Linked DNA regions of Gossypium hirsutum: regions 2, 3 and 4 are each linked to region 1. The links are chromatin contacts, called in public Hi-C maps. All regions are on one chromosome and are shown on one strand. The core of a region is the stretch at or near the end of the contact, and the rest is flanking DNA. Distances in the headings are between cores, read along the strand shown.

The links. Hi-C and Micro-C count contacts between places; a contact is called where the count stands out from the background.
Region 2: a Hi-C map of leaf shows a contact between it and region 1, with 2.4 times the contacts expected there. The contact joins the promoter of LOC107888707 here to the promoter of LOC107888727 in region 1. A contact is called at or near these places in 10 of 34 Hi-C or Micro-C datasets (callus, leaf and petal).
Region 3: a Hi-C map of leaf shows a contact between it and region 1, with 2.7 times the contacts expected there. The contact joins the promoter of LOC107888701 here to the promoter of LOC107888727 in region 1. A contact is called at or near these places in 12 of 34 Hi-C or Micro-C datasets (callus, fibers, hypocotyl and 1 more).
Region 4: a Hi-C map of leaf shows a contact between it and region 1, with 1.9 times the contacts expected there. The contact joins the promoter of LOC107888709 here to the promoter of LOC107888727 in region 1. A contact is called at or near these places in 2 of 34 Hi-C or Micro-C datasets (both in leaf).

The regions. Positions count from the first base shown.
Region 1 is chrA09:15,725,209-15,730,577 of Gossypium_hirsutum_v2.1, forward strand. It overlaps LOC107888727 (cytochrome c1-2, heme protein, mitochondrial), which reads right to left and starts at 2,721. Exons shown (of 8, transcript XM_016812914.2): 1 at 2,572-2,721; 2 at 2,086-2,169; 3 at 1,339-1,547; 4 at 829-1,108; 5 at 672-743; 6 at 97-213. The coding sequence starts at 2,694. LOC107888728 (kelch repeat-containing protein At3g27220) reads left to right here and starts at 3,666. Exons shown (of 7, transcript XM_016812916.2): 1 at 3,666-4,000; 2 at 4,093-4,257; 3 at 4,353-4,582; 4 at 4,675-4,845; 5 at 4,939-5,044. The coding sequence starts at 3,767.
Region 2 is chrA09:15,175,010-15,180,343 of Gossypium_hirsutum_v2.1, forward strand. LOC107888707 (transcription factor GTE8) reads right to left here and starts at 3,904. Exons shown (of 10, transcript XM_016812884.2): 1 at 1,613-3,904; 2 at 1,412-1,460; 3 at 1,190-1,321; 4 at 594-664; 5 at 407-476. The coding sequence starts at 2,839.
Region 3 is chrA09:15,051,972-15,056,720 of Gossypium_hirsutum_v2.1, forward strand. LOC107888701 (glyceraldehyde-3-phosphate dehydrogenase 2, cytosolic) reads left to right here and starts at 2,482. Exons shown (of 11, transcript XM_016812878.2): 1 at 2,482-2,732; 2 at 2,803-2,903; 3 at 3,326-3,441; 4 at 3,552-3,651; 5 at 3,784-3,930; 6 at 4,021-4,081; 7 at 4,158-4,255; 8 at 4,399-4,541; 9 at 4,642-4,725. The coding sequence starts at 2,705.
Region 4 is chrA09:14,963,465-14,968,807 of Gossypium_hirsutum_v2.1, forward strand. It overlaps LOC107888709 (serine/threonine protein phosphatase 2A 57 kDa regulatory subunit B' theta isoform), which reads right to left and starts at 1,418. Exons shown (of 4, transcript XM_016812886.2): 1 at 1,066-1,418; 2 at 793-920; 3 at 1-516. The coding sequence starts at 313. LOC107888708 (AUGMIN subunit 6) reads right to left here. Exons shown (of 13, transcript XM_016812885.2): 9 at 5,022-5,147; 10 at 4,369-4,530; 11 at 3,945-4,248; 12 at 3,361-3,837; 13 at 2,945-3,190. The coding sequence ends at 3,150.

The DNA.
Region 1 (5,369 bases), core at 1,471-3,970:
GTGAGAAATGTATCCCATATGAAATGCAAATACATAAGGGGGTTCTCAAACACATAGGCAAGGTAATATGAATGAAATGAAAGGGCAGAAACAGACCTGAGCTTCAGTTGCAGGGGTGCCATCTTCATACTCTACAGCACCATCAATAAGCATTTTAGGCATGGCAATTGCTCCTCCTGGAAAGTATGGGTTATAGTGTAGCCCCTCACGAATCTACACGATTGAAAAATGAAGACTTTAGGTATTATTCTTGAGCCTCAACCAAAAATATTCAGTTGATATTAGATAATTGTAGCCAGCTATTAACAACAAAGTGTACATGCACGTGCTACAAGCATGCATACAAAAGCTATACAATGAAAAGAACTGCGGATCAGGGGAAATGAAGGGTTAAATTCTGAACTGTTACAGCAAAAGGAAGGCATTGGCCTTGCATTTAAAACGTATGTTTTCATAATACAGACATTGAAAAGCAGCAGTTAAAATGGATCAAATCGAAGAGCTATAGAACTTAATCCTAACTTCAGACCCACATTCTCTCTTCCGTTGTATACTCCCAATTGCAAAATATATATAAATACAAAGTATCTTTGGAAGAAGCTAAATGTTTCCAACATTGGACATTAGAACAAAATTTCATGTCACAGAAGATAGTGTAAAGCAGAACTTACCATAACACCAGCAGGAGGGTCACGGTAACCAGTTAGAAGCGCAAACACATAGTTCTGGCCATTATGACGAGCCTGAAAAAATAAACAAGTATGATATCTTAAGTTTATATATAACCAATAACTTCCACAGTGGTCTAAAAAGCAAGGCGAGAATTACTTTGGTGATGAGACTTAGATCTGGAGGATAAGCTCCTCCATTTGCAAACCTAGCTGCTTGTTCGTTTGCATATGGCTGAGGAAAGCGGTCACTAAGTTTACCCGGACGAGTAAACATCTCACCCTCATCATTAGGACCGTCAACCACCTCAATCTCAGCTGCCATAGCCTTCGTCTCCTCTTCCGTATACGCAACACCAACCAAATCACGGTATGATATTAGGGACATAGAGTGGCAGGATGCACACACTTGCTGGTAAACCTGGTGACCGCGACGAATCCTGATCATGCAAGATTGATATCACATCATTAACACTGGCAGCAAAAAGTAAAAATATATGTATGGCAATGGCTAACCTAATATTACAACCATATTGCAAGATTCTAAATAGATTTCTCCAATTCTCCAATTGGATGTTGAGACTGATATACAACTTTTTTCCTTTTCAAGTAAGGTTTATTCGTTTTTGTGCACATAACAAAAAAGAGCAAGGAAAGGCATAAAACTCACGAAGCATGGTCATATGAACTGAGGATGCCTGCGTGAGGCCAAGGATAATTTGGAACTCCTAAACCGTGTTCTGCCTCATCAGCAGATGCTACTGTTGCAAAACCTAGTAAACCTGAAACACCAGCTCCAAGGAGTGCAACGGTCCTCATACCAGCAGAACCCGCATCGTCATTAACTTTCCTTGATGAAAACCATGATAAAGCTTGAACCTGAGCAATAATACAGAACAAGTATTGGTAACTGGGAGAAAACCATTCCAGGTTAGATCCTATAGAAACTTTTCATTATTATTCAGAGATGAAAACTTTTTTTGCTCTGACTCTTCATTGTTCATGAAGTGCACATGTCCAAGACTCATATCCGACACTTGAGTATGAAGATAAACCTCCAAGGATATACTCCAAATACATGGAAAAAATTTAAAAAATCCGATCATACCCATGTCAATGCACACTTGCATATCAGACATTAGCACCCAAGTAAGAGGAATATAGGATGAAAATATACCGCAATTGGACAAAGCTTGCCTTAAAAGTTAGAATTCATCTCGAGGAAAGTAGAAAACTAGGATCAATGAATGAAAACTTGCTAAAATTTAACAAATACTAGAATCCATGTAGCAAAATATTTCAAGATTATCTAAGAAAATCCAGTAAGAACCATGTAGATTGCATGGTCTTCATAACCTCATTCCCTAGGTAAGTATAAGTTTAACATCAATGAAGGAAAACTAGGAAAGAATCTTACAGCAGACTGTGATTGAAATTTCCTCCTTAAAACCTGGTGGATTAATCCTCCAGCCATTTCAGCTAATTTCCCTGAAAAGTTCAGCTGAAACTTAATAAGCAAATGTATATTTACAAATAAAATGTTAAAAAAAAGAGAGGACCAAATGAGATTAAAAAGAGAATTCATATAAAGGTTCCTTTTTTTCAGTCAAATAATCATTAAATTCTCCAAAAAGGAAAAGCTCTAACAGTGTTGAAACAATTGGGTAATCATAAAATCAAAGGATAAACATACAATACAAAAAGAACAGTAAACCCAATCTAAGGAATAGCATAAAGAAGCCAAAAAAAGGTTAAAGTTTAAAATGAAAAAAAGGAGGAACTTGAAAACCCTAACATAGAGGATCTGGGGGCAGATCCAACAACTATGGAGGAAAAAATAATAAAAATAACAAACCCAAAGATTAAAAGAGGATGTGAAGAGAGCATAAGACAGAGAACTAACTTGAAAAAGAGAGTGAAGGTTGATCACAGAGAGGTGGTGGTGGTGGTGGTGGTGGTCAAAGGAACCGGCGGCTGCCTCACAGATCCAAAGGAACAAAACGAAAAGTATAAGAGAAAACAGCATAAATTATATTAGGAAAAAAAAATACAGTGACTGATATTTAGTCGAGTCGCGTGTCCACCAACAGACAGTAAGGTTTTGGGCTTTTAGGATGGCCTTGAAAACTGCCAGGTCTTGTGTTTGGTCTTTTCAGTTACATGAGACCCAAGTAGTGGACAGCAATAAAACCAGCCCATAAAGGAGAGACTCCACAAATAAATAAAAGGAAAACAGACAGGCCCCTTTTTTTCTTGCAGAGACAGCCCATTTCATCCACCGACCGATCATGAAAACAACAGCTGAGGATTGCCCTTGAATTTCCAACCTCGGAAGACACATAAATGTAAAGGATTAATTTCACAGTACATCCTCAAATTATGATTCATGTTTTAAACAAGTTCTAAATTTTAAAATGTTGGAATTGAGTTTTTAAAATATAAGTATCGTATCAATTAGGTTGTTTCGTCAATCTAATTATTAATTTGGATGCTAAATATGCATGAATCTAATAAAAAATATAATTTTTATGCAATATTTAGTATTATTTGAATCGAATTGATTGATACATTAGTTCAAATATAGAAGTTGAATCGACCTCTAAATGAACTGCTCAAAACTAATAAAAAATCGGAAGTCAAAACAAAAAGTCAACAATTTGAATCAGTTGAACGGATTTTATATATTCTTTTTATGTTTTATGAATATTTTTATTATTTATTTTTATATGATTGATCAAATCGAATGTTGAACATAGTTTAAACCGTTCAACCACTATCCTAATTTTTAAAATACTAGTGGCATACGATTCCCAAGCTATCCAAATGCTAAAAGTACCTAACTGATACTTTGAGTATTATAGTTTAGGACTAATGTAAAATTTGAAGCATAATTTAGGACATGAGATGTAATTTACCCAAGAACTAGTGAACTTCAAAAGGCAATGAAAAACCATTGGCGCCCAACATTTTTAGCAGAGTTCAAAGTTACTGCTGTCTCAAGCTGTCTTTCTTTTTTCTCCTCCAACCCCTGTATTTCCTTTACGTTCTAATAAATAAATGGAGATGAGCAATACTCTTATGAACCTGCAAAAAGAAAAATGGGCAAAAATCTACATCACCACCATCAACATCAAAGCAAGAGCAACAACAGTCAGACAAAATTTATATTTGTTCTCTTCTTCTTTTGTCTTTTGGGATTGGCTTGCATTATAGATCTCTTCTGGGCATCTTCTTCTTCTTTTAGCTCTTCATATCTTAGGTTTGCATCCAATTGGGTGTCTCAAAAACCTCGTATCTTTGTTTCTCAACAACAACAAAACGTTGACGACAAGGTTTTGTGTTTTTTTTCTTCTTTTTTTTTGTCTTTCCCTCTCTTTAAAAATTTCTTCTTTTGGTGATAGTTTTTTTTTTTGTAAAATTTTAGATTGGGAAAAAGAAGAGATTTTTATCAGCAACATTTGCGGATTTACCAGCACCAGATTTGGCTTGGGAACAAATGCCATCAGCACCAGTTCCACGCCTTGATGGTTCAGCTATACAAATTAACAACCTTTTCTATGTTCTTTCAGGATATGGTACCCTTGACCATGTAAGTTTATCATTCTATGAACCCTTTGGTTTTAAATTGTTGATTAGATTGAATTGATGAATGTAATTGATGTGTATTTGATTTTTCAACAACAGGTGCACTCTCATGTTGATGTGTTTAATTTCACTGACAATACATGGTGTGCCAAGTTCGATACACCAAAAGACATGGCGAATTCACATCTAGGAGTAGCAAGTGATGGGAGATACATATATGTAGTGTCAGGTCAATATGGTCCCCAATGTCGGGCCCCGACATCTCGTACTTATGTTCTTGATACTCAAACAAGGGAATGGCAAAGCTTGCCTCCTTTGCCAGCCCCAAGGTATGTGACACCGGTATGTGATTGTATGAACCACACATAACTTGGATAAATGTCGAATGAACTAACTTTTTTCAACATTGAAAAATTTTCAGGTATGCTCCAGCAACTCAGTTATGGAAAGGCAGACTCCATGTGATGGGAGGCAGCAAAGAGAATCGCCACACACCGGGATTGGAGCATTGGAGTATAGCAGTAAAAGATGGCAAGGCATTGGACAAAGAGTGGCGGACCGAGATCCCGATTCCTCGTGGAGGACCGCATAGGTATTGTTATTGTTCTTTTGGAAATGTTAATACCTTGAGGATTCTAGCCTATAAAGATTGACTAATTTACGCGGTGACTAATCGTTTTGACAGGGCTTGTGTTGCGATAAACGATCGACTGTTTGTAATCGGCGGTCAAGAGGGAGATTTTATGGCGAAACCTGGATCACCTATCTTCAAATGTTCTCGTAGACATGAGGTATATAAATAGCTCGTTAATGGATATGTTCATTGCAAGCCATGATGATCATTATTCAGACATGTTCTTGAGTCTGCCATGTAAGGATAAGTTTAGTTAGCTGTAGTGATGGCATTTTAACCATTTTTTATCCTTTAAGGATAAATTTAGTCTGCCTTGAAAGGATAAGTTTACTTAATGGATAAGTTCATTGCAAGCCATGATGATCATTATGCAGACATGTTCTTTAGTCTGCTTTGTAAGGATAAGTTGTTGGATGTAGTGATGACATTTTGACCATTTTTTATCCATTCTTTTGGCTCATAGTTCAGACATGAGGTAAAGT
Region 2 (5,334 bases), core at 2,654-5,153, 550 kb before region 1:
TGCAGTCTAGTAGTTGAACCAATCAAACCAATTGAATCAGAACTAGTGGTCTGACCGATTCAACCACTTGTCCGGTTATTAGAACATTATATGCGACACTCTTAAAATTGTACCACGTCATCACCTGAAAATTTATATAATTTTTTTTTTAATTTTCAGGTGATGGTGTAGCACAATCACAAAGTGCCATCACCTGAAAATTTATATAATATATTTTTTTTAATTTTCAAGTGATGGTGTAGCTCAATCACAAAGTGCCATCATCAAACTTTCATATTTTTCAAGTTAAGAGACGAAAATGAATCTAATTGCCCAGTTCAGGTACCAAAGGAAACCTAGTTGCCAAGTTCAAGGGCAAAAATTTATATTATCCCAAAATATAAAACATTAAAACTTGGTCACTCACGATTCTTATGAAGATCGTCAACACTTGTTTTTTCATCTAATTGAGCCCCAGAATCTACCCCTTCCCGTACCTGAAGCATAATGCAAATTAATATGCCACCGTAAAACTTTAAAGTGGATCAAACAAACAATTAGAAGGTCAAACAACTCGGCAGTATCATTCAAAACCAAATAGAACCAGCACAAACCTTCATTGCATCCACGGAACCTGAAGGTTTAGCATCATCAGATTCACTATCAGAACTGCCAGAATCTGAATCTGCAAAGATCACAAAAGAAAGCAGCCATGGAAATGGCACAGGCAACATAAGACATACTTGCACAGAAGAGAATTTTTTAAAGAAAAAGTAGTAAACACAGCAGGAGAAACCAAATAATTAACTTGAATTATATCAGCAGTACCCAGAAGATGGAAGAGAATACACACGCATTTGATTTACCTTTCTTTTTCTTTTTTTTTTTTTGGGGGGGGGGGGGAGGGTCAAAACCTAACCAAGTTTATTTGTCCCTAACCAGTTCAGCACAAGCCCAAGTGACTAGATCAGCAGATAACATATGGAAGCATAAATGTGCAGAACCCATTCTCTAGCCATAAAGTTTCCAACAGTAATTTTACTGACAATGAAGATTTAAGAAGTATGTCTACCCTATGTTGATTGATCGGTAAATGAGCTGCGTTGAAAACAAATAATTTGGGACACAAACAAGATGGGGACTGAAGATTTATCATTTACTTAGAAAGACAGAATCATAGGTATAGAAAAAGGAAGGAAAAGACAATTACCTCTAGAGCTGCTTGAACTGACAGACTTTGTGGTTCTATGGTCTGTGTCCTTCTCTATCTCCACAGGTGGATAGCTAGATACAGGAGGCTCATTTCCCCCAATGTCAACATCCTCATCAACTTGGTCATTCCCTGCAAACAAAAAAGTCAAACAGAAAACCAAGTCAGAAAGAAAACATACCTCAGAAGGGGGTTATTATGCACTAGGATTTGAAAGATGACCTTTGCCTTGTTGCATGGATGAATTACTCGGTGCAGATTCATTAATTAGCTGCATCAGAAATTTTCCCCAAAAAAAAAGAAAAAAGAATATAAGTAGAACTCAACCACTTTGCATTTACATACATATATGAGTGTATTTTGAAGCATCAAAAGCAAGCAATGGTACTGATTTTTCAGCCTTTATTATGCGAGGATTTGTACCTCAATTTCACAAGGTTCACCTCTTGCTTGGATTTTCTGTTTCTCTTGCAAATAGTCATCTAGAAGTCTCTTCAAAGTGAACAAGGTGTCAACACTGAGGTCATCAATATCAATCTCAATTTCTTCTTCTCCAGATTCGGTTCCATTTGAACTGTGCTCTCTCAAGAAATCAATGATATGTGTAGGCATTTCTGCGAGCAAAGATTCCAGTTGTCTGCCTAGATTGTGTTTTTCCTCGTCCGTCATCCTCTTTACAGGTTCCTTTATAATTTCCTGGGTCACTGAGGTTGTCTTCCTCTTTTTTGCAGGAGGCATAGGCTTAGAAGTCTCTATGTCCTCAGAAGGAGCTTTACTTTGTACCAACTGGGTACCAGTAACTGGTAACTTCTTCTCAATGTTTTTCCACCTTACCTCAAAAAACTTGTTAAGGGTATCAGCCATAATGTGGACATCATTTCCAGGGGGATTATAGGTCATTGCATTACTGAAAGTAAGCTTCACATCATCATGAAACTCCAAAGGGGTTGCATATGCCCCTGATGCCATCTTCTTTTTAATCGTTCCTAGGTCCATGGGCTGCTTTATAACAGTAAAGTAATCTGGAATATTCAACTTGACTATATCTACCGGTTGGTTGAAGACCCACCCATACTGATGGCTCATCAGTCGTTTTAGAAGACCCTCACACTGCTTCATCAACATCATATTTGAGGTGTTCGATGCTGAAGCATGTTTTGCAGACTCAGATTTTCCTGAAAAAGTCCGATTAAACGCACGAGCCTTGCCACTCAAAGGATTCCCTTTCTTCCCAGGTCCAGAAGCCATCATGGATGATTTCTGAAAATCCCGTGCGTGAGGTAAAATTTGTCCATTGCTGCAACTAAGAATATCACTGGAAGATGACACAGTAACCCCATTTGTCCTTTGCAACTCAACTTTCTTCTGAAGCATCCGAATCTGCTCCAATTCATGTCTCAACCTATGCATCAAATCCTTTCTTTCAAACTGTGACAATTTTGACAGTGACAGCACTTCCGTACGGACACCAAAGGTGCCAAGTTTATCAGGGTTCAAACTGATACATTTTCTCTGCGGTGCACTTGAATCTTCTGAAGCAGTAAACTCCATATCAATTCTTCCTGAGCTACCAGATCCCTCTGATTCACCAGGAGGCTCATACGGGCCACAGTAATACTCTCCTGCAAACCTATCACGCTTTGCCAACATCTTAGCCAAAGCACCTTTCTTCTTATATCCCTTTATTCAGTGTAAAGGAGCTGCTGACTTAATTGCCGCACTCTGAAGATATCAGCCATAGGAGCAAAATTATCCCATCTGATTTTCTAGAGTAACTATAAATCCACCCTTTAACTACAACTACTAGAGTAAAGGTCAGTAAAAGTTTTAAACAAGTTTAAATCAATTCCCACCGCACTTACCCAAATATAAAATATTTAACCATTGTGAATACTTTCTTGAACTATTTATCTTTTGAAAGACACAAATTCACTAGATTAAACACTAGAGAAGAGAACATTAATAGGAACCAAATTCTCCCATTCCACAGTGAATAAATCCAGATTTAAAATTTTCCCGACGATGGGAAAGGAATTAAACAGCACGAGAATAAATTGAACTTATTCACAGTTCAATTAAAGCAGCTCTTACCTGCATTTACCCAGATCCTGAATTTTATTTACACTACCCATCTTTAGAAACCCCAAATTCACCACATTAATTAAGAAAAAAACCCACCATATTGAACTCTATAAAACACCTAAAAGGCAAGAACGCGAAATTCGCATTTAATAAAATTTCAATCATGCAGGAAAGCTAAAATTGCAAGTAGAAAAACTAGCTTACTGATTTAAATTGAAAATATATAGTATCATTTACTAGATAAAGCCTCAAATCTTTACAACAGAAGAAGCTTGATACAACAAAAACCCTAATCCAATATCAAACCCCTCTCGCCCTAAGAATAAAACCCAAACCCGGATCCAAAAAGAAATCTAAAACCCATAAGAAACCAGTAACAATTACCAGTCTGTCACTGCTCGCTCACTGTTCCTCCTATGTCGAGAACCCTTTCTTCCCTTCCTCAATCGTTTCGCCGACAAAGTAAAAGAGAGAAGCAAAAAAAAAAGGCACAAACAGGAGAAAACTCTAGATCAAGAAACCCTAGAGAAACTAATAATTAATATTCTTAAAATAGAAAGGAAAAATGTTTTATTGAATTTTAAAATTTTGGATCGAAAAAGATTATTGGCGAGATCAGGAAGGGAGTTTAACTTCGTATCTCGTCTCTCTATTTAAAGGGCTTTTGCTTCTTTTGGAGAAATTATGACCGCTAGATTCAGGATGAAAGTCAACGGACGGTTCGATTTAAGATCGATCTCGAACGTCCGCTTTTGGCATGCTGATTTAGCACTATTAATCATTCAAATTTGTTTTTTGTCAATTATTGTTTTAGTCCCTGTACTATTCTAAAATTCAAAATTTATTCCTTCTACTTCAATTTCCCATAATTTTTTTTATGATGTCATTAATAGCACCATTCACACTTACGGGGAAGGCAATAAAGCAGCTGGTGCTCTATGTCGAATGGCTAGTTCCATGCTACCGAATCTTTCAGTTTTCACTTCGCCTTTAAATGAAGGGATTCACGAACTGCATCACAATGTACTTAGGATAGTTCCTTAATTCCCTATTATTTCTCTTATTCCTACCATTAAAGTAATAATATTTTTTTAAAATTATTACTCAATTACACAATCGATGAAAAATCTAGTCAACTAGTAACAAAATTCACATTTTAATCAAATATTTAATTTTTATTTTTTATCTAAAAATTATGTCATAACGACAATAAATAATAGTGTTATCAATTTTAACCTACTAATAATATAATAAAAACAAAGAGATCAAATTATATTAAATTAAAAAAATTAAATTTCAAATTTCAAGATATTATTTAAATAAAAATTAGAATTTTTTTTTTTTGGATAAAAGCTTGTTTTTGTTCTACATAGGTATTATAGAAACCTCACTCAACCTAGGTATAGTCTACCCGACTTTCTACACCCATATACAACATGGCACATAAAAGATTCAACTCTTATCAAATGTCTCAAAGTTCTTGTTTGAGCAAAAATGGTCAACACCACAAACCAATTCACTCTCCGCTATAATATCGCATATGGTATCCAAGATCATGTAATCTATAATTTAATCCTATAAACACAACATTTCATTCGTAAAGTTTGACACTTGAAAAAACTCAAATCACTTTTGTACATGTTTTAAAGGTTCGACTAAAAAAATGATAATCTCTCTCTTTTTCTCTTCATGGATAACAAACCATGAAAAGTTAAACAAAAATATGAAGTCAGTCCCGTCAACAAAGGCTATGTTCATCTAGGCTATGTTCATCTCTAACCTTGATAAGATAGTGACTATCAAATTTAGGCATGATGAGCAATTGACTCATGTTAGATGTAATATCCCGAATTAGGGCCTAATCGGAATAGTGGTTTCAGGACCACAAATCCGAGATAAAATGTAATGACCCAAAATTCACGGGCATCGGAAAAGTATAATATCGGGCCTCCGTCTTAGTAAATTGAGTTCGAAAATAATTATTAGAAATATTTACTAGACTAGTTGTGTGTTTAATTAGGTTTTAGATCGATGAATTTAGCTTAATTATGAGTAATTAGCAA
Region 3 (4,749 bases), core at 1,232-3,731, 670 kb before region 1:
ATCTACTTATATGGCTCTTTAGATAGAGAAATTATATTAAAATTTTTGAAGGATTTAGTATCCCATAAGGATGCAATGTTTCCTAGGAAGATTGTACAATTAAACTCTTATACAGATTAAAACAAATTAGGTTCCATTTGTTTCACTAAAAATGACTTTCGGAAAATGATCTCTTTGCTTGTATGTGAGGTTACTTTCAAAAGAGTGATATGTAACAATTGGGGTCATTGTTAGGGTTGTTGGATCTGGTGCCTTGGGTGTAATATATTCGTTTGTAAATTTGTAATTTTTTTACTAATAGATTAGTTAATAAAACAAATTTACAAATTACATTAATATACTTTGTATAATTGTTGTAGAGCTCAAATTTTACCCGGGCCCAACAAGCAGAGCCTAAAACACCAAATAAATTAACAGTCCAATTAACACTTCACTAAACTAACCACTAAACCAACCACTAACTCCATCACCCTACTTGCCTACAAAAAGAAAGAGGCAATCGGTTAGCAAACAAGTTGTAAAATTTGGCTATAAAAGCCATTCAAAACTATTGTAATAGGAGTTCTTTTTTTTGGAGAAAAAAGGAGAGAGTCTCGAATACAAGAAAAAGAGAGACTTTCGATACAAGAAATACACGAGATTAATCAAAAATCAAACCAAAAGAGGTGCTTTTTTCGTCAATTCTCGTTTTAAGTTCCTTGTTTATTTTATTTTATCTTTCAATTTTATTTTATTTTTTACATAAGAAGTAAAAATAAGGGGAAGAAGCTTATCCATTTTGAAATTACCGAAAAAGGGTTTTTTTTTAGGTTCGGCCGTCGTGTACAGTGGTGCCGATGGCGGCGCGTGGAGGTTCGGTGACCAGAGCAAGGCCAGACCGATGGCCAAATTTAGAAGGGAAGGGAAGAGTGTTATTTTTAATATTGTTATTATTATTATTATTATTATTTTATTACTTTTACTATTATTCTATATACTATTACTGATTTATTATCATTATTAATAGTAACGTAATAGTATTTTTATTATTTTATTATTTTTTTACCTTTTTATTACTATTATTATTAACTTACTATTATTATTTTTATCAATATAATATTATTTTTTTTATATTATTATTGTTATTAGCACGTATATTATTATTATTAGTGTATCATTGTTATTTTCTATTTTATTATTACTTTTATACTATTGTTTCTATTTTTATTATTTTCATTTTTCTATTTTATTATTACTTTTATACTATTGTTTCTATTATTATTATTTTCATTACTTCCGTTATTATTATCATTATTTTCTATTATCATTAATATGTCGTTTGTTTATTATTATTTTATTATTATTATTATTAACACTATTATCATCATTATATTTATTTTTTTTAATATCATTTCCATTATTTTTTAAATTATTATTACTATTATTTTTATTATCCGTCCTATTTTTAAACTATTTCATTCAATATTTTGTTGTACGTGTGTTTATTTTCCCCCTCCCGAATTAAATTAAATTTTTATTCGAATTTTCTTTGTTATTCTATCTTTTATCTCTATATTATTTTATTTATTATTATTTTTGTCTAGATTTTTCAAGTAAAGGCAATATTCGATACTTGGAAATTCAAGAAATCGTGTCCTAACGTACTAGGTTTCAGTTTTTCGTTTGATCTAAGTAACCGATTATCCTTTTAAAATAAAATACATGAGTTTTAAATAACATAAAGGCAATATTCCGTATTTAAAAATTCGAGTAGTCGTGCCCTAACATACTGGGTTTCGATTTTCCGTTTGATCTAAATATCCAAATATCCTTTTTAAAATTTAAATACATGTGTTTTAAATGAAATAGAAGGCAAGCTCATAATCGAGGGTCGATGTGTTGTGTCCTAACGTACTGGATATAACATTTTATCTTAAGATGAAACGGTCATTGGCATACGTTTTAATTCATCCAAATACTTCAAAAAAACATTAACACTAAGAGGAATCATATTTTAAACTCTTGTCAAATTTTTAATTTTCAACATTAAGACACTGAATAATCAATTAGGTACTAAATTTGGGCGTGACAAGAGTGATAACCCTTCCTCGCACGTAATCGACTCCCAAACCTGTTTTTCCAATTTTCGCAGACCAAAATTGTTGTTTTGATAAATCAATCTGTTTATTGAAAAACGACCACGTTTTGAGGTGACCCGATCACACTCCATCAAAAAGGATCGGTGGCAACTTTAAAATTTCGTTTTAAACAGTCGATTCCCGTTTTTTAAAAAAATAATTTCGACAGCTTAGAAACTCTAAACTTTCATTTTAAAAAGTCGATTCCTATTTTTCAAAAACAGATTAGTCCTAGAAGATATAATCAGACGTGACGAACTTGACTGATAGACTTAAGAAGAAAAGAAGATCATTAATTCATTTATGGATTTATTCATTCTGCACTGTACTCTTTGATTTTACGTTTTTACCCTTGCTTCTTCTTCTTCTCATCATCATCCAAGTGACACGTGAGCTACGACCCCACTTTCCTCGTGAGAATCTCCGTCATTTGCCCTTTTCTATCATTCTGTCACCAACACTTCCTCTCGTATATAAACAACCCTCCTTTTTACTCATTTTTTCCTCTCAATTCTCACTTCCTTTACTTCCGTTCTTTTGCCGTCGTATTTTTTTTCAGAGATTTGTTTTTTTTCGCTTCTTTCGATATGGGGAAGATCAAGATCGGAATCAACGGTACTATTATTATTATTATTGATTTTGTTTTTAAATTATGGATCTGATTTTCTTTTTCTGTTTGGTGAAGGATTTGGAAGGATCGGGCGTTTGGTTGCCAGAGTTGCTCTCCAAAGTGAAGATGTTGAGCTCGTTGCTGTTAACGATCCTTTCATCACCACCGATTACATGGTTCGTACACTGTATTTTCCTTCCTATTTCTCACTTATTTACTAGGTTTTGGCATTAGTCTCCGTGCATGTTTGTATTATATTGGTTTTAGTTTTAAGAAAGCTGATCTGATCTTCTCTGCTCTGAGATGAGTGATGATTTGAATTTTTTTCTTTCTTTCTTTCTTGTGATATGATTCTTGAACTTTTAGTGTTACCTAACAGAGCATGATGAAATAGTTTAAATTTCAACTGGTAAACTGATGTATTTCTTGTTCGATCTTTAAGAGATTTATTATAAACTTACTGGTTCTGCTTAGGTTTTTTTTAGTGAGCGAATCTTGTGTCTAATTTGAAAAGAAAGGATGAAAAATGAAGAACCGTTTTAATCAGTTTTTTTAACGATTTAATTATTGATGTGATTTGATAATTGTATTTGTACAGACCTACATGTTTAAGTATGACAGTGTTCACGGTCAATGGAAGCACCATGAGCTTAAGGTGAAGGACTCAAAAACCCTTCTCTTTGGTGAAAAGCCTGTCACTGTTTTCGGCATCAGGTGATATCATGTGTTTCTTTTTCAAAATGGGTTGTTGTAATTGACTTGAGGAACATGGTGAGTTTTCCATTTAGGAGCTATTTTTTTTATTGGCTTTTGATTTATGCCAGAAACCCTGAAGAAATCCCTTGGGGTGAGACTGGAGCTGATTATGTCGTTGAGTCTACTGGTGTTTTCACTGACAAGGACAAAGCTGCTGCCCATTTGAAGGTTTGTGATAATAATTTGATCCTATGCTTTTTTGGAGTTAAGGCCCCCAAAAGTTGTGTTTGGAACTTGATTTTCTTCTTCTTATCTTCGTGTATGGTATTCTCATCTGATCTATGCTTTTTCACTTTTTAGGGTGGTGCAAAGAAGGTAATCATCTCTGCTCCCAGTAAGGATGCTCCCATGTTTGTTGTGGGTGTCAATGAGAAGGAATACAAGCCTGACCTTCACATTGTATCCAATGCTAGCTGCACTACCAACTGCCTTGCTCCATTGGCTAAGGTAATAGTGGTTTCCCTTTTATTTGTTTTGGAGCTTCTGACAAATAGTTTTATCTTCATGGTAATAATGGTCTTGTAAACATGGTGGCAGGTCATCCATGACAAATTTGGCATTGTTGAGGGTCTTATGACCACTGTCCATTCGATTACTGGTAAGTATATATGGTGTTTTATTGCTTTCTGTTGCTATCCGTATGTATTGTTTATTGATTAGTCTCTTCACTTCAGCTACTCAAAAGACCGTTGATGGTCCATCAATGAAGGACTGGAGAGGTGGTAGAGCTGCTTCGTTCAATATCATTCCTAGCAGCACTGGAGCTGCCAAGGTATATAATCATCTTTAGATTTTCAAATACTAATAACTGTATTCACCTTTGAATAAATGTATTATGATCAACAATGACTGTCTTTATTATTTTTAAATAGTCGTTGGATTCGAAGTTTGACAGTTTATATTGTAATTGTATAGGCTGTTGGCAAAGTGTTGCCATCATTGAATGGCAAGCTGACTGGAATGGCATTCCGTGTTCCCACAGTTGATGTCTCTGTAGTTGACCTCACGGTTAGGCTTGAGAAGAAGGCTTCTTATGAAGATATCAAGGCCACTATCAAGTAAGGATTAGAATATTTTTATATTGTAATGATATTTTTAATATTTCAGAATATAATATTATCTATATAATGTACCTAAATAATATATATTTTTATGTAGGGCGGAATCTGAAACTAATTTAAAAGGAATTCTTGGCTACGTAGATGAAGACTTGGTATCAACTGACTTTGTTGGGGACAGCAGGTGTGAAAGCTTCATTCTTAATGC
Region 4 (5,343 bases), core at 168-2,667, 760 kb before region 1:
GCAAGTTCTGCTTCTCAGAATTCGGTACATCTCTAAAACTAGGTAAAGCCTCAAAAGAAGTGGTAACCATATTCCCATTCAGTTTCGTATTCACCACTTGAGAAAACTTGTTACCTTGATTCAACCCAGAATTTGGAGAACTAGAGCTGGAAAAGGACGAACTGCTAGAGTTTGCATAGCGGTTACTAACTTGATCACTGCTTCTTGAACTGGTAGAAGCATTTGATGATGAAGTAGAGGTTCCTCCTCCCTCACGATTGTCACTCGACTTAGATGGTTTCCGTGGGAGCCTATTAAGTATTTGTTTGATCATCGTAACTTAAAACCTCGATATGAAAAAGAAAACCCCTCAAAGAAAATGCAGTATCATCATACTCGAAGTGGACAATGAGTCAACCCAGCCATAAATATGGGACTCCATCCTCAATAAAATGAGTTATTACTCAAATTCCTCAACAGAGAAGCTTCATTGTTTGCCTTAACAACATCAACCAAACTTCATATGTTGAAAAAAATCTAAAACACATAAAACAAGTCCAAGATAGAGAACATCAATCAACTAAAACAAAAGCCCCAATTAGCAAATAGATGGCAAAGCATGCATCACTTTGAGATATAGATAGATAGATAGATAGATAGATAGATAGATAGATAGATAAAGAAACCGTATGCCTAAAACAATAAACAAAAGTACCCAATTTGATCACCCATTAAAGCCATGAAATTCAGCTAAAAGCTTTAATTTTCAGGCTACATAACTTTAAAGAATGAAAAGGGGCAAAGAATTTCCACCTGTGTTCCCCTTGGCTCTATTTTTCCGTAGCTTCCAAAGATTAACAAAAGCATTAAGGTTGACCGAAAGGTAACAAGATCTGGGTTTGATCTTAAAATCCCAAACAGCATTTTCCAACAAAAGCAACCTACAAAATTATCCAAAAGAACATAACCCAAAATAAAACTCTAACTAATATGAAGAAAGAAAAAGAGCTTTGGTGCAAAACCAAGAAAAGGTGAGGAAACAAAAATATGAACAAAAAAAAAAGAGGGTAAAATCTGTCTACTTACAAAAGAGATAGTTGAGCTACTCCTTTCTTTCTCACACAGAGAGATAGAGATTTTAGAATTTAAAGAAAAAAAAATGAGGGATTTAGGAAAAAGAAGAAAAACATCATCCATGAAACAACCTTTGGCTGTTGTTGGTGGTGTTTTAGTTTTCCTTTTTTTCTTTTCTTTCTTTTGTGGAAAATAATTGTTTAACTTAAACCCATATCTCTATTTTTTTTTATTTTAGTAAAGATTTAATCTTTTTCTAAATCTTCTCAGCAAAATTTCATTTTCAATCTCAAAGCTCACACTTTTTTTTCACTTTTGATTTTCTCCCGGATGAAGATGGAGAATATTAAAAATGAGAAATACAACAAAAATGATAGTTTAATATTCCCACGCGCTACTCAACTCGAGTGGTAATTTTTAAAGACTTGACAGATCCATTGTTGTCCACGGTTATCATCTAAAGGCCAAAGCTTCCATCTTTTCTTCCGGCTTTAGCACAGTTTTCCATTCTGGTCGGGCAAAGGACCTCACGTGCACTTTGGCGCGTGCCGTAGAAACTATAATGTATCTTTTCTTTTTGTATTTATCTTTTGTGAGCTGTTTAAAATCATTACAAACTTGAATTATAATCTTAGATAGCTTACAACATTATTACCATTAAAATTTTCTTCAAACCTTTCATTTCCCTTTAATATGTAAAAACCCCAAACTGTTCATCTCACATAGATGAAGGTTTATAAAGATATAATTTATTTAAATTAAGGTATAATAACAAATGCAGCTCCTAAAATTTATATTTTTTGTCATTTTGATTCTTTTCTTTTTTGAATCACTTTGGCTTTCAACTTTTAAATTTTAGTTAAATTGTTAAACTTTTAATGATATTAATGTAGCAACACATGTGACAATCTACATGTTATATTTTTTGAATTTTTATGAAGTATACATAGACTATTACAAGGGTTACCACATCAATATCATTAAACTTCTAAGTGTTCCATCAATTTTTCCCTCCAAAAAATAAATTGATTAAATTTTAAAGGTTAAGGGATTAAAATAATAAAAGAATTAAGATCAAAACAACAAAAGAAAATGTTAAATTTATCATTATAACTTAATTAGTCTTAAATATCAAATAATTTCATTTTTTTCCTGTACTATAGTTGCAATGAAACCCTTCAATAGTATAATTATTAGTTTAGTTATCAATTGAGATTTTTCTCATTTGATAACTATTGTGATCATAATTATGAAAACATAAATTTAAATACCTTTAAGCATGTTTTTCGAAAATCATAAGTGGAACTAAATATTATATAAAAGGAAAATAAATCCTGGCTTTGACTTGATTTTTTTGAACATGTATGAAAAGATAATTTTTTTTAAATGTTACGATTAAGTTATCTAAAAGACTTTGTTGAAATACTATTTTAATTCAAAATTTTAATTGAAACAAGTTTTAAATTTTAAAAACCAAACTAAAACTTGATTATAATTTAAGAAAATCTAATATACTTAACCCTTGGAAAGGTATGTATCGCAGGTACTCTTTGTTTTCTTTTTTTTAAATTAAGGTGTTTACCGCCAATAACAGTGATTAATTCCTTCGCTACAGGTACATTGAAAAGAAGTAATTGCAGGCCCTGAAATGGACAACAACACATTAATCTAAAACTTACAAAGTCAACAAAACTCCTTTGCAAGCAAAGCAATGAACGTCATCTATAACTTTCTGCATACAAAAATTGACAACAACATCTAATGAATTTCGCTTTTAAAACATATCATGATGTTAAAGGATAAGCTAAATAATCTCGATTTACCTTTCATAAATCGAGAAACTTCAACGAGCCATCTTGCCAAAGTACCTGTCAGTACCAAAAGGCTTGCATTGTGGGCAAAAATTATATAAATTTTCTTTAAACTTCAGTTGGTTACAAAATAATCGCAATAATCAAGGCTTCATCGTGGATCTGTCTCTCAAAAGTACATACAAGCATCGTGTTGAACAACAAAGCAATGGGTGAGTGCTGGACATCCAAACCAAGGACCCAAAACCAAAACCATATCCGAATGGAATTGTCCAATCCCTGGTTTCAATGCTCCATCAAAGCAGCTTCTGTTTCTGAAAGTGGAGCTGCACAAAACAAACCTCCAAATCAAATACGACCTCATGAGGAGGTAGAAAACGAACAAAACTCCGCTAAAAAAGTGGAACCATGGTGGCATTAGATTATTACACACTTATAGTACAGCGCCTACATCGAGGCTATATAATAGTATTAGTTTTCAATAAAAACAACATACCGAGCAAATCCTCATAAGTATCGGCTAACAAGGACATGTCCATCAGCAAAGGAGGAGAGAAGACCTGATCTTGAGCATCATCCATGTCAAAAAATGATTGTCCATCAGAAGTTGCAGAACTTGAAGCAGCGGCAGAGAGAAATCCATTTACTTGATCGTAATCATTAAGAGAATCTAGATTGTTCAACGTTTGCGGTAAGTCATCATAGTTATGACTCCCAATTCGACCATTACTGGCATGGCTATCGAGCAAGGAGTTGTCAGTTTGAGTTGAAAATAATCTCTTAGTCTTTATTAAGCTCACTTTATTTTCCGGTCCCCCACAAGAAAAATTAGTTGACGAAACAGGTACGAAGAATTGTTCAGAACTTTCATTAGATTGATTGTCCCGTGATGACTCTAAATTGCAGGATGGCGTTGACAATGCAGCTTGCCTAACAGATCTTTTTAAATTCTGAATATAAGAATTGTCACTATCTGCAACATTAAAGGAGTTAAATTACCAATTCTCTTTCAACTAATAAAAGAAGATGCATTAAATCAATAACATGAAGGGAGACAAGTGGAGCATAAAAGAAGCAAACCTTGGGGTGGGTAATCTACATGATTGTTTACAGATGGCTGTTCCACTGAGTTCCTTTCAGAAAAAGTATCAATTTGATTGGTCTGAGGAGCAAATGTATGTTGCTTCTGCCTGTTTCCACCTTTTCCAGCTGAATTTGGGGTTAGGGGAGCTCGCTTTTGCATGGCTCCACCTTTTCCAGATGAATTCGGGGTTAAACTAAACAATTGTGGAAGCTTTAAAGCAGGAGGACTAGCTGAAATCTTCTCAAGCTGAACAGTAGACATTTTTGAAGTAATGTCACCAACATCATCGGAGCTACTCTCCTGCATGATCAATAAAAATATCGTAAAAATGAAGCACAAGCTCTAGAAGCACAAGTATCCAAAATTTCAAATAATTTCAAATGCTTGCATAACATGAAAAATTGATGGAACATTATTTACCAAGGTCCTTCCACTGCTCTGAGCTTGAATAGGTGAAGAGGCTTGACCACGATGTTTGGCCATTGTAGGTAAGTTGGAGGAAATGCTATTTACTTTCTCTGTACAGTCTGATATTGACTTCTGGATTGCTGGAGCAACTTCCTTTAGTTGGTTAATAAGCACCTGCATTTGAATCGTATTAGAAATTTGTACATGTCATCTGGAAAAGATCAGTATCTAGAGTCGACAAAGATATGCCAAAAAGACCCTTTAGAGAGAACTTAGAAACCTTTAGAGAGAACTTAGAAACCATAGAAGCAATTTATAAACCCACAAAACATGCTCGTATGAAGCAAAGCAAACTAATATATTCCCACTAGATTCTACACATCCACTGTGGGTGAAAAAAAATAGAGAAGTAAAACAAAAATACACATATAAATATCTCTGCTGGCATATTTTTATTTTTATTTTGCTGTAATATTTAATTATTTCATTTCAAAAACTGATTTGTCTCTTGACTTGTAAAACCAACTCAATCAGAAGTTCTAATAATAGAATAGATTTGGTCAGTTTTCAATCTCCAAATAATTTAAGCTAAAACTTTTATATATATACCAAATTTTGGTGTTCTACATCATCAAGAACTACTTAACGTGCAATGGATATATCACCTGAAAGCTAGCTAGGTGTTGCTGATGCTCAGCAAGAGTTGCAGCTAATGACTCAGCATGTCCACTAGTGCCACCATCATGTGCACTTCGTAATATATCAGGACCTTCTCCATTATTAGCTTTTGCCTGCAAAGCAATAGCAATACCATTATTGCATACTAGCATCTTACTTCAACACTGATAATTAGCAACATGAAATCCATAATTCCATAAAAAAGTTAATCATAATTTTGAATTTCTAAATTATTTTTCAATACTTTAGAAGGCGCAGACTAAAAATTGCTCATTTCTGATATACCATAACAGATTTCTTATTCACATC